Linked DNA regions of Zea mays: region 2 is linked to region 1. Evidence: chromatin contacts called from public Hi-C data. All regions are on one chromosome and are shown on one strand. The core of a region is the stretch at or near the end of the contact, and the rest is flanking DNA. Distances in the headings are between cores, read along the strand shown.

What was found. Hi-C and Micro-C count contacts between places; a contact is called where the count stands out from the background.
Region 2: a Hi-C map of ear shows a contact between it and region 1, with 1.7 times the contacts expected there. The contact joins the promoter of LOC100277503 here to the promoter of LOC541665 in region 1. A contact is called at or near these places in 2 of 25 Hi-C or Micro-C datasets (ear and endosperm).

Annotation. Positions count from the first base shown.
Region 1 is chr8:121,782,890-121,786,464 of Zm-B73-REFERENCE-NAM-5.0, reverse strand. LOC541665 (ubiquitin conjugating enzyme) reads left to right here and starts at 1,861. Exons shown (of 5, transcript NM_001111418.1): 1 at 1,861-1,891; 2 at 3,288-3,366; 3 at 3,550-3,575. The coding sequence starts at 3,297.
Region 2 is chr8:121,974,820-121,978,394 of Zm-B73-REFERENCE-NAM-5.0, reverse strand. It overlaps LOC100277503, which reads right to left and starts at 1,568. Exons shown (of 8, transcript NM_001151039.2): 1 at 1,148-1,568; 2 at 1-124. The coding sequence starts at 1,339.

The DNA of each region.
Region 1 (3,575 bases), core at 612-3,111:
AGCTGTCCTTTGACAATACTATGATGTGACCTCAGATGGTTGCGGAATGCATTTGTTCCATGATTAGACTCAGCTCTATATCTCTGCTTACATTTTGGAAAGTTACAGTAGGCCCAAAGCTGCTCAAACTTCTTGCCATTCACCTCCACTTCCACAGTTTCTTTGGTAAAATACTTCCATACAATAGATGTGCGCCTCTTTTGTCTCTTTCCTGTTCCAGTCATATCCTCTGGTATGTCCTCCTCATCATCATCAAGGCCCGCTATATCAACAGAAGCTACAGCTCTAGTACCAGTATTACTTGTGTCTGCGACAACCAATTTATTTGCATCTTTATTTTCAGCTGCTTGTGCTGAAGATGACGACTGAACAATTGGTGCACCCATAGAGCTTCCACTTGTTTTTCTCTTGTTTCCTTTCAAAGAATTGACAATACACTATTAGACATGTTCAAGTTCATACTCTGAAATCAACAATACACTGCAACTCTGCAATAAAAAAACACATACCTGCTGAAACAGAGCTGCTGCTGCTGCCTCTCACAGAAGGAGGTAGTGGTGGTCGCTGCGGCTGTGGAGGCAGTGGCAATATGCTTTCCAAACCTAGGTTGTTGTTCCCAGTCTCTGACTCCGCAGGCATTGAGTCTGAATGGCGTGCTCCTCCTCCTCCGGGTCCTGTTCCAGAGTGAGACATATCGAGTCTCAACTACTGCAAACAATCAAATGCCAATACGCCACTCTATGAACAATTGAACAATTAACCAAACAATCAGTTAACCAAATGCGCTGGATGCCTGAATTGGATTTGGAGCTTGGCGAGAGAGACATACACGTACGTACTGCGGCTGCGGTACTGGCCGTGTCTTCGGCACTCGGCTCGGCAGACGGCAGATGGAGCCTGGAGGCTGGAGAACGACGCCTGGACGGCTGGACCGACGACTTCGACGGCCGTGTCTTCGACGCCTGGACGGCTGGACCGACGGGACGGCTTCGACGGCTGGAGAACGACGCCTGGACGCCTGGACAGCAGTGTTGGCGATAGCAGGACGGCCTCGACGGCGGTCGGCGAACAGCAGGACAACCTGGACGGCGGTCGGCGAACAGCAGGATGGCCTGGACGGCGGTCGGCGGACGGCCGGACGGGTGAGTGTCGCGACGTCTCGTGTTGTCGGCGGACGGACGGATGGCTGGAAGAAAAAAAATACTTAGGGTTTCACTTTAGCAATTAGCAATTAGCATGGTCGCATGGACTTTAGCAATTTGCATCGTCTGACCGAGTGCAGCCGTGCAGGAGTAGCGTGGTCGCGTCGCGTGGAGCCCAAGCCTGTAGGCTGTATCCTGTTGGGCTGTTGGGATGTTGGGTTGGGCTTGGTAGATTTAGGCCTTTACTTGTGACTCCGCTTCGGGTTAAATCCGGAATAAATATGGAAATATCCCGACCGAATACGGGATCCCGACAATCCGAACGGAAAATAGCATTTCCCGTTTCCGTCCCGCTCCCGTCGACGGCCAACCCGTAACCCGTCCCGAACCCGTACTTTTCCGGAAATCCGAAAACGGGCGGGTTAAATGTGGAAAATGGGGCGGGTCGGGACGGGATTTTTTCCGTCCGTTTTCATCCCTAAGCCCAAGTCAACTGCGGGAAGTCGAGCAATGCAAACCAGACACTCGGACCCGGCCGGCAACGTAGGACGAACGTTCCACTCCTCTTGCCGCAGAGAAAATGGATAAAAGCCGACTCGGACCCGCTTTGAAAGTTGAAACCCGTCTCGCACCACAAGCGAGCGAGGGACCCGGGGCGGAAGAAGAGAGAGAAGACGTCTCTCTCCTCTCGGCGTCCCCGTTCCCCAACCTCTCGTCTGCTGCCTGCCTGCCTGCCTGCCTGCAAAAAGGTGAGAAGAAAGAAGCCGTGTCCGCGTGATTTTCTGGGTGAATTTTTCCCGGCCTCCGCTCCGGCCAGATCGGCGCGGGTGAACCCCAGCCCCTACCGATCCGGATCCGTCCCCATCGCCTCGTGTGTTTTCCGTCGAGTATTTTAGCGTGTGTGTCCCCCCCTCTTCGCTTCGGTTGGTGCGTGCGGCTGTCTCGGGTAGATCTGGTGGTTTAGTTCGCCTTGAAGGCGCGCGGCGGCGGTGTCGCGGCTTGTAGCTTGCGATTTCACGGTGGAGCTTGTCGGCTGTTGGGGTCGGATTTGGTGCGTGGCTGCTTCGGCGCTAGGCGATCCTTGTGCTGTTTCCGTGGGATATTTGTCGTTGAATAGATAGGTGAAGTTGCTGTAAACATTGCTTACCGTGTAGGGGACTGTAAAGAATCGTTCACGCTCGTGCAGACTGTGACGAATTCGCTCGATGGTTCGGGCTGATCTCTGAGATGACCCCGAGCTGACGTACCCATTTCACAACGGCACCGGTTGTGAAGCGACTCATCATGGGCAGGCTTAGCTTGTTCTGTTGTTAGCTGTTGGTGCTTAGGTCGTGCATATTTCTGAAACATGATCGGTTAAGAGTATTTGGCTATCTGCATGGGTGTTGGGGCACTTCATCATCTGTCTGCATACGGGGTGGAGATTTACGTAAAACCAACTGTGACCTGTGAGGCATTATGTCTTTTTTTTAACAGAAAATTAGGTTATCTGCTACCTAAAGTTGCTAGATTTGCATGCTAGATCATCATATCACTTAGCTAAAGTATCAAATGTAATGTTAAATCATCACGAGTTTGTGATTGAATATGATATTTGGTTGAGATCTAAGTGCATTAAGAGTGATAATTGAGCCGAACCTGACTTAATCATTGGATGGTGCCTAATGTTGATTGGCCTTCATGTTGGACTTGGCTGCCAAGTGATATTATGCCAAAATGATCAAGCATGCAAATCTTAGCAAGCATGAGAGCACGAAACCCATTGTTCAAGCTTAGGCACTAGCTGCACAACCATCCAAGTATATTGAACTAATGTGAAAACTGAAAAGTTGTCTGTCTAGAGTAGTTGATTGACATCATAAACTGAAAACTGCAGTTTGAATCAGCCATATATGTTAAAATGTATGATACCAGGACTGTCATGTAACACCTTGTTTCATCTGATTTAATTAATGGGCTTGACATTTGCTTCTTGTTTCTTGTGAGGCCAGTTTGCTGAGTTCTCTGCACACAACAAACTTTCAAATCTGTTGTTCCTCGTTTACACCCTTTCTTCCAAATATACAAATAGATATGGCTGACTACAGTCTTTTTTACTATGTGTTTCATTGTCTAACCCATCTTTGAATGTATATGAAAATACAGGAGTTTGTCATGGCGTCTAAGCGCATCCTCAAGGAGCTGAAGGACCTGCAGAAGGACCCCCCCACATCATGCAGTGCAGGTACGACGATGAGTTATTACTGGAACTGTGGATGTCCAATGCCTCCAGACTTGCATACCCCACTGGTCGTAGTTCATGTCATCTTGACTGTAATATATAGTCTTCACATGCTCATATTTTTGTCCTCCTCCCATTGCCTTTCTTTCACTCATGAACTGCAAATTTCATCTGTACAATGTTCAGGTCCTGCTGGTGAGGACATGTTTCAT
Region 2 (3,575 bases), core at 319-2,818, 190 kb before region 1:
CTCCTGACTGTGATAAAGCAAAGACTATATCACGCGCTGCGACTATCTCAATAATTTTTGACCTTTTCCTCAAGTAAGGGAGTAGCAAAGTGTTCTCCTTTGGATCATGAGTGTCAAACTCTTCCTACAATTGACAGAAAAAGATGCTTTATCAGAAAGTTAGAGTGCAGTCAACTGATATTACAAAAGAAAAACAGAACTTGAGGTAAATTCATTGCTGCGCAAACAGTGACAAAAATACAGATATTACGAAGATTGTAGCTCTAATACAGTGATTTCCTGGCAGAGTGCTTGTGTTTGAACATTGGAGTGTGAACGATAACACAAGCCTAGTTATCCAAACTAGGAAGGTGTCGTTTCTCTTCTTTGAATGCAGAATAAGAAGTACTAAATCCATACTCAGAGATACAAGACAAGATTGGCAAATTCATACTACAGAATAAAGACATCAAGTGTCACAGAGGTGACAATCAGTTAATTGGTGAAATTCTTACTACAGAACAAAGACATCAAGTATCACAGAGATGGCAATCAGTTATTTGGTTAGCAGCTGATTCCAGCATGTGTAGCACAGACCCAACTTGGCAGCATAGAGACAACAGCAGAAAATTGTAACTGGCATTTGCTATAGCCTATAGGGAATAGGCAGATTCAAACAATCCTAGATTATCAGGTTTCGACAAATCCCAAACATCAGCATTTAAGCACGCAATGCCCTCTTCTTCCTTGAACAAGTAAATATCCCGCAAATAAAAAAGTGCACCAGACCGAACACACCAGAACTGTGCAAATAACTAAGCAGGTAAGGCAAAAGGAGGCTTGACGGATTGCACAGCCGAAGATTAAATTTGGCCAGTCCTCAAACAGGCATTGCTTTATAAGCCACACGACACGTATCAGACAATCTTTACCACTCATCGGGCACGCCGTTCAGCACTGAGCTACACTCACAGTACATAACCAACAAGAATTCAAAAGCATGCTACACAGATCTCAAGTAAATCGGCCAGCTCTCTCTAAACTAGGCCAATGAGCACCCCCCGACCCGTAATTCCTCATACCAAGAATGGCGGCTGACCACGACACGAAGGCATACGAAAAGGATCTAAGTGATGCTGACATAGTGGTAACTGGACTAGGGGCAAACCTGCAGATGTATGTTGCGAAAGCGCTCCTGTGCGGCGCTCATGGCGAAGGCGCGGTCGCGGCGTGAGCTGATCTCCCGGCGCTGCAGCTTCCGCACGCTGCTCACCACCGCCTCCTGCCTCGGCCTCTTCCTGGCCACCACCCGCCGCACGCTGCACGGGCGCGGGCTCGCCGAGATCCTCCTCGGCTCCATTTCCGACCCGCGCCGCGCCTCCCACAGCAACCACGCAGCGCCTCTCCGCTGAAGAGGTAGATTTGGGGGCAGGCCCCGTCAAGCCGCTGCGGCGAGAGGCATCGCTGGCGTGGCGGATATGGCTCCCCGGTGAGGCCTAGGGTTTGGAAGCTCGAGCTCGGCTTGGAGAATCAGGGGAGAAGACAGAAGAGAGAGAAAGGCAGGATTACGGAGATGGATGAAGGGAAATGGACAGGGGAAAAGATGACGCTCCCTGGTAACCTCTGACATGTGAGGACACAACGTCAGTCAGTGGCGGGCTGCGCGGGCGGGATTTGAAAAACGTTGGCTACGCTGGTTTGAAATTTTCGGGGTCCTGTCCGAGCGCTCGGCGTGGAGACTGTGGAGCAGTCCATTTTTGGAAGGTTTTGGTTTCGGTTCGAAATTTGAATGGAGGGCATGGTTTCGTCGCTCCAAAAAGCCAGAGAATTGGAGGGCTAAACAAAATATAATCTCGTCTAGAAAGTATGAATCCAGTAAGAACACAAGAAAAAGAAATTCATAGAAACTTTCTCTGCTAATAAGACCATCTCTTGTTGAGGTACATAATCTAGTTTCTGAATTGAAGATTATGAAATTTACTTTGCTACATGGGCTATTTGTCTACCATGGATATGATATCTTCGAGCGTATCAGAGAGGTAGATCGTTATCTAAATGTAACCTGATAGAAGTGGAAACTATAACCCTAAATAGGGTTGGAAAATATATTAGTCCAACTTCAGTAAATTATTTTGCATTGTTTTATATTGTAAATTGTACTGTTTACAGAGTATGGTTTAAATATAGTTATAGGGATAGAACCATGGGTAAGCTTAGAGTTGGATGGGCCCAGACCTATTATAATAATATCACAAACCAGGGCGAAGGCTCCAAGTTCACTAGCGCCAGTATTGTTTCTAACTGATGTCATCAATGTTATAAACAGTGGTTAAACAATATTTTACATTGGGCTTTCTAGAATTTATATTGTCAGCAGACTCCAGTAATAAACTCTAGCTCCGTCCCTGCACAAACACAAATACATCTAACATCCCACAGTTGAAACACTAGCAACGACAGATATACTGTATTAGACTTCATAGGAGTCTTATGTAAGAGCAACTAATTGGACTCCATATAAAAGTTTGGCTATAGATACAATGGGGCGCATGGAGGGAAGACATATGCAATCTAACAAAAACACCATATTAAATGTAAAAGTATCTATCAATAAGAAAGATCAAAATGTCATCCTGCAAATGCAAGTTATCCGTGCTATTTGCATAGGCACTTTTGCAAGGGAAAAAACATTAAAAATAGTAGAGTGGAACATGCGGAGGTCCATAGGTAGGGGCGGACCCAGCCAAAAAACTAAGTCGGGGCATACTTCTACCCACATATGAAGTTTAGCTGAACATGTACATGAGTGAGGGCCTCTAATTTTCTTGAGATGGGGCACTAATGGTGAAAAATTGTCTACTAACTATAGTTAACAAATTTTGAGCCGGGGCCTGTGCCCTCGCTGAGACCAACATGGGTCCGCCCCTGTCCATAGGGAACACACTGCTATCCACCAAAGCAATTATTTTTTGGTCTGTTTGGGAGGAATTGAAGGGGACCAGCAATTATTCTTTGGTCTGTTTGGGAGGGATTGAAGGGAATCTAGTGATAAAATCCTTTAAAAATCGAATAAGAGATTTAATCTCTGAATTCACTTTGATCCATGTGCAACTAAAAAAGATCTAAGAGTGTTTTCGGTGTATAGTATAAAATAAAGGGGTATAACTGTAGAGATGAAATTGTTTACAAATTAAAGTTTGAAATTCGCTGAAGATGGCCTAAGGAAAAAGTTATAGTACACGTTGTATAGTACAATGTCGATGTTCCACGAACATGTCGTATGCACGATCGTCGAGATGACGTCACTTCACAGCTTGGCTTCGTTGTGGCACTCCCGGCGCCGAACATTGACATCGACGACGCCGATGATGACGCGGCACATCGATCTGGCCGATGCCGCGCTTGACGAGCCCGAGGAGAACGATGTCCGGCACCTGGGTCCAGGGGCGGATCTAAGAGGGGGGCTGCCGAGGCTGCAGCCTCGGTCGCCCCCATAACACCTATTTTACTACATGTCCTACTAATATATACTCATTTGTCTTAAAATAGTAGTCGACATTTTAGAGAATTAGTAAGTTTATACAATCTTTGATTGA